Linked DNA regions of Gossypium arboreum: region 2 is linked to region 1. A link is a contact called in public Hi-C data. All regions are on one chromosome and are shown on one strand. The core of a region is the stretch at or near the end of the contact, and the rest is flanking DNA. Distances in the headings are between cores, read along the strand shown.

Region 1 (4,126 bases), core at 1,041-3,540:
CACCTTCACAGGACTCAAGTGCCATGTCTTCACAATATATCAAAGAAAACAACGTCAAACAATGAAGCAAATTGAATGAACTGGCAATACATAATTAATGGAAGAAGATCAAGGAAGAATTTTTCCTTTTTTTTTGTAAAAACTAACTAAACAAGTATGCGCATAATATTAATAGAAGGCAACTAAAAATACCTACATAGCGAAAAAGTATCTTGAAATGTAAAATAGAGCCGCACAACACCAGGATGCTCCAATTGGTCAAGCACTATACGTTCCAGCTTTACATATGCAGTTTTATTTTCCTTAGTGATGAACTTTTTGTCCATGATCTTCAAAGCATACACCATTCCCGTATCCTTCTTCTTTGCCCTCACAACCTGATGGATATTCAAAATAACAACAACGTGAATAAGAAGCTCAAATGAGAAATGGTGAGTGAAGAAAAGGATATACTAAAATAAATTAAAACAATTTCCAATAAAAAAAATAAAAAGAAGAAATGTTTAAAGCAGCAAAAACTAATGATAATAAAAAATAACCCCCCCAAGCAATGTCAATGAACACACACACACATATATGTATGTATATATTCTAAACTAACATATCAAGCAGCCGACACTTCTATACAAATTTCATTTCGTAAAGGAGTAGCATGAAACATAAATAAATTTGTCCAGTTTGGGTCATCCTTTTTCACTCTTAAGTCTTAACCATACAGACAGTTTCTGCCTTTTCTGCTCTTATCCAATATATACATTAATTTACTAAAAATATCAGAAACTTCTTCATTCACATCGTTAATGTCTAGTACACGGCTGAAGTGCTCAAATAACAGAAAGTACTTTAATTTAGCCTCACATTTACAAAAACTCAAATTTCTAAAAGAGTAACAATAAAAAGTGTTTATCAATAAGTTATTTAGATTCTGAGATGGTGAAAAGACAAAAGAGAAAAAAGGGAAAAAGAGATGAACAGCATAAAAATTAACCAAAAAAAATATTTGATATCAATGTCATTATCTGTAAGACATAAAACAAAAAGAGAGAAATAAATAAGATCTTGATCCAGCAGTAAAAGGAAAAGCAGTAGGCTCAAAATCCCTCACTCCACTCATGTGCAAGTTGAACTATTGCCGATTAAGTAAATATCTGAGGGTAGTAAAATATCACACATAGCCTAAATAAAGCATAGATAGTTCAACATGCACATGAGTGCGGTAGGCTAAAAGATTTTCCGTTCATCCTCTTTCCAAGCATAGCCTAAATATTACACAGTCAGCTAATATAGGAAACAGAAACAGAACAACACATTTTTTATTCAACAGAACATGTTTTTCTTTACACTAAGTTTCTATAAACTAAGCAAAATTATTTCCCTTTCATTCAAATAGCTTGTATCACTACCAAAAAAACCCACAAAATTCACAAAGATAGCTAAATTTATACCAAAAACACACAATTCATAAAGAAAGCATCATTGCCTATCAAGTTCATAAATTAAAGCATGCAAGCATACATACAAATAATAATAATAATAATAATAATAATAATAATAATAATAATAATAATAATAATAATAAATTATAACCAAAAACAGTGTGTGATCTACTTAGAGTGATTTGACTAGAATCAAACTCAAGTACAAAAAAAAAAAAAAAAAACTAACCTTCGAGTAAGAACCAACACCGTAGATCTTACCCAGTTCAAAATCCTGAATACTGAAATTCTCTTGAGGAGCTCTAAATGCAAAGCTTTTAGATCTCTGAACATTGTTAGAAGCAACAGTATTAGAAGAATTGTCTTTGTTAGTATCATCAGTTCCCTGAACCCTAAGCTTTGAATCAAAATCCTTCTCCATGGCCAACATTTCTCTCCCAAAAATCCCCTTACTTTCCCTTTTACAACATCACAGCAATAAAAATAATTATTGAGAGAAGCTTTTCTTTTTCGATTTTTGTTTCCAGTCAAAGAGAAAAAAAAGAAAAAGAATCCTTTTTCCTCTTTATTGAGATAGATTGGATCTTCCTTAAATATTCTTCTGAAAAATGAGGAAAAAAAGTTGAAATTGATTCTTTTCTTGTCACTATAATATAATTTTATGAAATTTATACAAATTTGTGTAACTATAATTTAAAATATATATATTATATTATATTATATTAAAGGAAAAAAGATGAAAATGAGAGTGATCAGCTTTTGACGAATTTCAAAACCCTAGAAAGAAAAAATTAATATATGTAAAAAGTGAAAGAGTTGTCTGTATGCTAACTGATAAGGGTTCAACTTATCTGTTGGAATAATTATATTTTTAAAATATTTTAACATTTATTGATAATGATTTGTAGCTACGAGTTTGGGAATGATTTGAGTTAATAACTTTTAATTTGATTGTAAATTTTAAATTAAAAGTAGGTTTCTAATTTATGGTAATGCTAATTCAGTTTTAAAAACCAAGCAATGACAAGAATGTTGTGAGTTTGATTCTTTTATTGCAGTAACTTTTTCCCAATTCAATATTTGCTAAATGAATTTTATGGTTTAAAATTATTTTAGTTACATATTTTATGTTTTATTTTAATAAATTATGTTTCTAACTAATTAATTATAACTATTATATTCCAATATTTAACTCACATCTGCTCTAAAACCATCACAAATAGTAATTTTAAAATTTAAATATTATTCGAATCCGTAAAAATAATATTGAAGTGAGTGAGGAATTTGATGAAGGATAAATATATGCTACATCATTTTCTCTTTTCTCCATAAACAATCTCTCAAAAATAAAAAACCTGATTGAAGGTTAAGTTTATTACATTCTTTTATAAATTAATTTAATTGCTCTACTAAGCTGAATTTAAATCCATATCACTTTATACTAATTTTTGAATTTGTTTATTTTTATTTTTAATTTTAAAAAATTAAAATTATTTATTAATGTGTTATATAAGACAAATATTACTATAATAAGATGAGATACACTTGAATTATCGCGTGAATTACCAAGCTAACATCGTTAAAAATTTAATCTTTTAGGTGTTTAAAAAGACTATTTAACTTTTAACTTAAAAGGATAAAAGTTAAATTAACAATATATATATATATATATATGTAATTATACTTCTTTTAATCAATTATCTTCTTCTCTTTTATTTGTTTTCAATATAGATTTATGAATTGGTATCTAATTTGGTAATTTTCTTTGTGAATATTAAAAATAAAAATTCGATAACGAAAACGCTTTTAAATTGAAATTCAATTACGTGTTGAATAAAATAGAGTAAATTATAATTATTGAGAGTAGTAAGTAGGTCCAAAGCATGGGCGGTAGGACCCAGGTTACGTGTAGGCAAGAAATGTGGGCCAAGTGGGTTCCCAAAGAAAAGCATTGGAACGGCCCTTTGATTGGGACGTCACCTATTACATGGAAACAAACTCCACAATCTTGACTTCTCCATAAAAATAAAACATAAAAACAAATTCATATTTATAAAAATAATAATAAACATTACAAAAAAATATACGATAGTAAAAATAACACCTTAAATTTTAATTAAAATATGAGTTGATTATTATTTAAAAAGTAGGGCAACAATGGACGGTGAAGTTAATAAAGTCTAAACAATAGTGAATAATTTTTATATTTTTACTAAAGTGATGCTTTGTCTCTTTATGTAAACTTTTTTCTGTTCTCTTTGTACTTTTTTTTCTTGCTTTTCTCTTATGACTTAGTTCTTGGAGATTGATAGTATTTATACAGAACAAAGGAACATGTCATATGGCCCTACACATTGCAATGAAAGCTTCCAACTCCTAGGGCTGCAAAGATATGGGAAGTTAAACCTAACCATTAACCCATATTTCATGTCTAAGAAAGGTATTAACCGGGATATTTGAAAGTAGTTATTCTGAAATTTTGGCCTATTAAAGGTACAATTGATATTTTCTAGCTGAAACACAATATTTTTCTTTTTACTTTTAGCAATGAAAATGATAAAGGGTTGAGGTTCACTGTCCATTGTAATTTCCCACGCTTAACCCGTTCGTTGGATTCAGATATGAAGTGCCACGAGCCGAATCGTTGAAAACACTAAACCTTTCAACATCTTCCTTAGGAGGGTACCCAT
Region 2 (3,913 bases), core at 718-3,217, 280 kb after region 1:
TGAAGGGAAAATTAAAAATATATAAAAAAACTAAATTAAAACAAATAGAAATGCGACAGGGGCTAACGCGCAAATGGACTATTCGGTCCAAAGCTATAAACGACGCCGTTTTATTTATTACTAAAACTAAAAGAATGAATGGCAATCTGCCATTTTTCCTTTTACCGCAACAAAACCTCAATCCCTTCCCCAAAGTTCTCTGTTCCAAAATCAAAAGGAACAAAGGGTCTTCTCCTTTCTTCCTCTGCCAGGGCACAAATGGATCAGCCCCCTGCTGCTAATCCGCCTTGATCATGAAGAACGGCTACAGGAGAAGCCACAATCAGGTACCTTCGTCCCTTTTGTTTTCTTTTTCCATTTCTTTTGTTGTAAAAAAACTTAAATAGTAAAATCAAAATAGCAAATCACCTTTTGAAAAGAAGAAAAAATCGTTCTCATTTAATTGAAAAATTGCTCTGCATATGGAAAATTCAGATTCTGTTCTCTATTTTCTTTATATCTGTCTTGTATTTGTATTCCCCCCCTTTACAATTAAAAACCGAAGGCTTTATAGCCAATATACAAGCGATTTCTGCTATTTTGCCCATGTTGCAGGTCGTGAAGCCATGAAAACGGAGCGCACAGACGTGGGGTAGGCAACGCGTAGTTGGGGATCGTGCGAAGGGCGTGTGTGGAGGCTGCTGGTGAAGGCCGCGGCGTGAAGCAAAAGGAGACCTAGGGTCTCTAAAAACCCCAATGCTTTGGGCCTATCTGGCCTTTGTATTTTTATTTTATTGGGCCTTGATTTGGACTGTTGTATTTTTTTATTTTATTGTTTTGTATGTGTACGGGCCAGGCAAAATTTGGGCCTTACAATCTCTACTCTCATCAATGGGGTTTATAAAAACCTTGGTGTGCCTCCCATCAGTCATAGTTTAACCCATGGATAATAGGATGCTTACCTTCAACTTGTGGGCCCCATTTAAAATGTCGTTGTAATAGTTGCACAACCTTCAGCTCTGCATTTGAGGTGACATTTGCCCACTATTTTTCTTTCATCAATTCGTAACAACAAGGCTTTCCTTCCCTAAATTGAAAGGAGGAAAGCCAAAATCAGAAAACAAAAAGCTATCAATTGAAGGAGATCACAAACCTATTATCAAAAAAGAAAATCCATCATGCTTAAATTTACCATTTCAATTAAGTTACGTACTAACAAAAATTCCATTCAAGATTATTCTACAAAAATGTTTAAATGAAAAACTGGAATTTGATTGAAAAACAAGTGAATTTTTGGAAATTTCTCAAAGTTGACGTTAGCCATGCGCCCAGAAAAAAGTAAAATTTATAAATATGCATAAAAAATTTATTTAGTGATTTTTAAATACAAAAATATAAATTATTTTTGGGAAGGTGAGGAGCATGAGATTCGTAATAAGTGGTTTTTTGTTCATTTGTTTGATTTTTATAAAAATAAATAAATAAAATCATGGTGCTTATGCTATCAATCTTGGATTATTGTTTCTTCAGTATCTCTAATACACCGTTAATTAATGATTAGGTAGATGTTTATCTCAACTGGTACATTGAATGAAATATTGTTATGTTTTACATAAAATAATATATATTGGGAAAAATTCAGTAAAAATTAGAGTAATTTTACACATTTTTATAATTATTTATATGATTAATGTTTTAACGATTTAATCATTAAATTTATTAATATAATTGTACTTGTCATGCATTCAAATTTTTGAACTCATCTGATATCCGTATTATATTAATCTAAAAATAGTTGATATATATATATATATATATTCAAGAGGTGAATTTTATATATAAAATAAATAGTTAGAATTTTTAAATATACATCTAATTTGATATGCAAGATATATATATAAATAGACTAAATGATTGAATTACTAAAATATTAATCATTTGAATAGTAATTTAATTTTGTATGGTGTAAGCATGAATTATTTTGTAATGATAGAAAATATCTGGACAGGTTACAACTTGGGAGATTTTTCTGTCAAAATTCAACCAAATGAAATCAAAATGATTTTTTGTGAATAATAACATCCTTTTTTAAATTTCTGGAAAATAAGGAGCCATCTTTTACACAATCATCAATGCACGTCTAAGAAGACAAATAAAGCTTAGCTGTATTGGTATTATATTAATAAAGGAAAGCAGCAGTTAAATTTCTGAGTTTGCGTTTGTCATTAATATTATTTATTTCTTCAAGATTCCCACACTAGTTTTCTCTTTTCTTATAGAGCTCCACCACTCCCTGGTTATCATTGAGAAGAAGAAAATCAGAGATGGGTTTCACAGAGAAGCAAGAAGGGTTGGTGAAAGAATCATGGGAGGTTTTGAAGCAAGATATTCCTCACTTCAGCTTGCGTTTCTTTTCACTGTAAGACCTTTAATTCTTTCCTTTTTTATGAATTCTTCGTTCGGACCCAACAGTGGTCAGTGTCGGCCAAACGAGTGAGGCTGTGTCTTTTAAGAGAATTTCTCTTCCACTGAGTATTGATTAAATTGAGAGTGTTGTTTAGGATATTGGAGATAGCACCAGGTGCGAAGAACATGTTCAGTTTCTTGAGGGAGTCAGAGGAGATTCCTCAAAATAATCCAAAGCTCAAAGCTCATGCTGTCAAGGTTTTCAAGATGGTCAGTCCTTTTATTTTATTCATTGCATATATATCCCTACTTAAATTAAAATACTTAAACAATTGTTGTTGAAGACATGTGAGTCAGCCATACAACTGAGAGAGAAAGGGGAAGTGGTAGTGGCTGATACTACTTTGAAGTATTTGGGCACTGTCCATGTCAAGAGTGGTGTCAAAGACCCCCATTTCGAGGTACATTTTTATTTTATTTTTTAATAATAAATTTGATTTGGATGCAGTGGTTAATTAAAAAAATTTTGAGGAATAATGTTAATGCAGGTGGTGAAAGAGGCACTCATAAGGACAATTGAAGAAGCAATTGGAGAAGAGAAATGGAATGAAGAGATGAAGAATGCTTGGGGTGAAGCTTATGATCAATTGGCTGAAGCTATAAAGGCTGAGATGAAGAACCATCATGATGAAACTGCTTAATTACTCTTTTACTTCAATTTTATTGTTGTTTGCCAATATTTTCACAATTTTAATGAATAAATTTTAGTAATAAAGACTATTTTGTTTTTCAATCATTATTTTGCCTTATTTTCTGTTTTTTTCCTTAAAAAAGGTTAAAAACTTAATAAAAATACATTATAGAAGGAGAGAGATTTAAAACAACTTGTAATATTGAGTGAAATTAAGTTGAATAAATATTAAAACTATATGACATTATCACATAAAATTTTAATTTGATTTGATTTATATAAATCATTAACAATATTATTAAATTAGTATCATTTTATATTAATATATTACATATGTATAATTAAATTTAAAATAAAAATTTGTTAAAATAAGATGTAAATTTTACAATAATTTTCATTTTTATTTTAAATTAAATATATTCAACTAATTTTCGGTTAAAAGATGCTATGCTCTTGAATTTTAATCCTTTCATTTTAGGGTTAAAATTTGTCAGCTAAATTTGAATAAAAAATACACACTAAAATTGCCATGTCATAAATAAAGTGACATCAAAGCTTCAAAAAGTAAACTCAAAATTCCGAAAAGTAAAACCAACTTTAATTAATTTTCTCTTTTATCCCCAAAACTGAACCATCACGGAAAGGAGAAGAAAAAAAAAAAAAGAGTGACATTTTTATTTACGTAAGAATGATAAAGAAGAATGAATAATAATTGATATGCCAATTGTTATTCCAATTATACAAAAAAGCATAGTGTTCCACATATTTAAACATACACCCTTTCTAATTGGGATGGAGCCCCCTCCTCTACATAATCTCACATTGGCTTCTCTCTTT

The links. Hi-C and Micro-C count contacts between places; a contact is called where the count stands out from the background.
Region 2: a contact with region 1 is called in a Hi-C map of leaf, with 4 times the contacts expected there. The contact joins the promoter of LOC108482072 here to the promoter of LOC108480148 in region 1. A contact is called at or near these places in 2 of 5 Hi-C or Micro-C datasets (both in leaf).

What each region holds. Positions count from the first base shown.
Region 1 is chr1:94,838,211-94,842,336 of ASM2569848v2, forward strand. LOC108480148 (3-phosphoinositide-dependent protein kinase 2) reads right to left here and starts at 2,291. Exons shown (of 11, transcript XM_017783037.2): 1 at 1,666-2,291; 2 at 197-377; 3 at 1-27. The coding sequence starts at 1,866.
Region 2 is chr1:95,120,015-95,123,927 of ASM2569848v2, forward strand. LOC108482072 (non-symbiotic hemoglobin 2) reads left to right here and starts at 1,968. Exons shown (of 5, transcript XM_017785178.2): 1 at 1,968-2,150; 2 at 2,259-2,398; 3 at 2,541-2,655; 4 at 2,730-2,846; 5 at 2,934-3,178. The coding sequence starts at 2,304. The coding sequence ends at 3,086. It overlaps LOC108481970 (a long non-coding RNA gene), which reads left to right and starts at 61. Exons shown (of 2, transcript XR_001870799.2): 1 at 61-326; 2 at 595-886. It overlaps LOC108480161, which reads right to left. Exons shown (of 8, transcript XM_017783058.2): 8 at 3,748-3,913.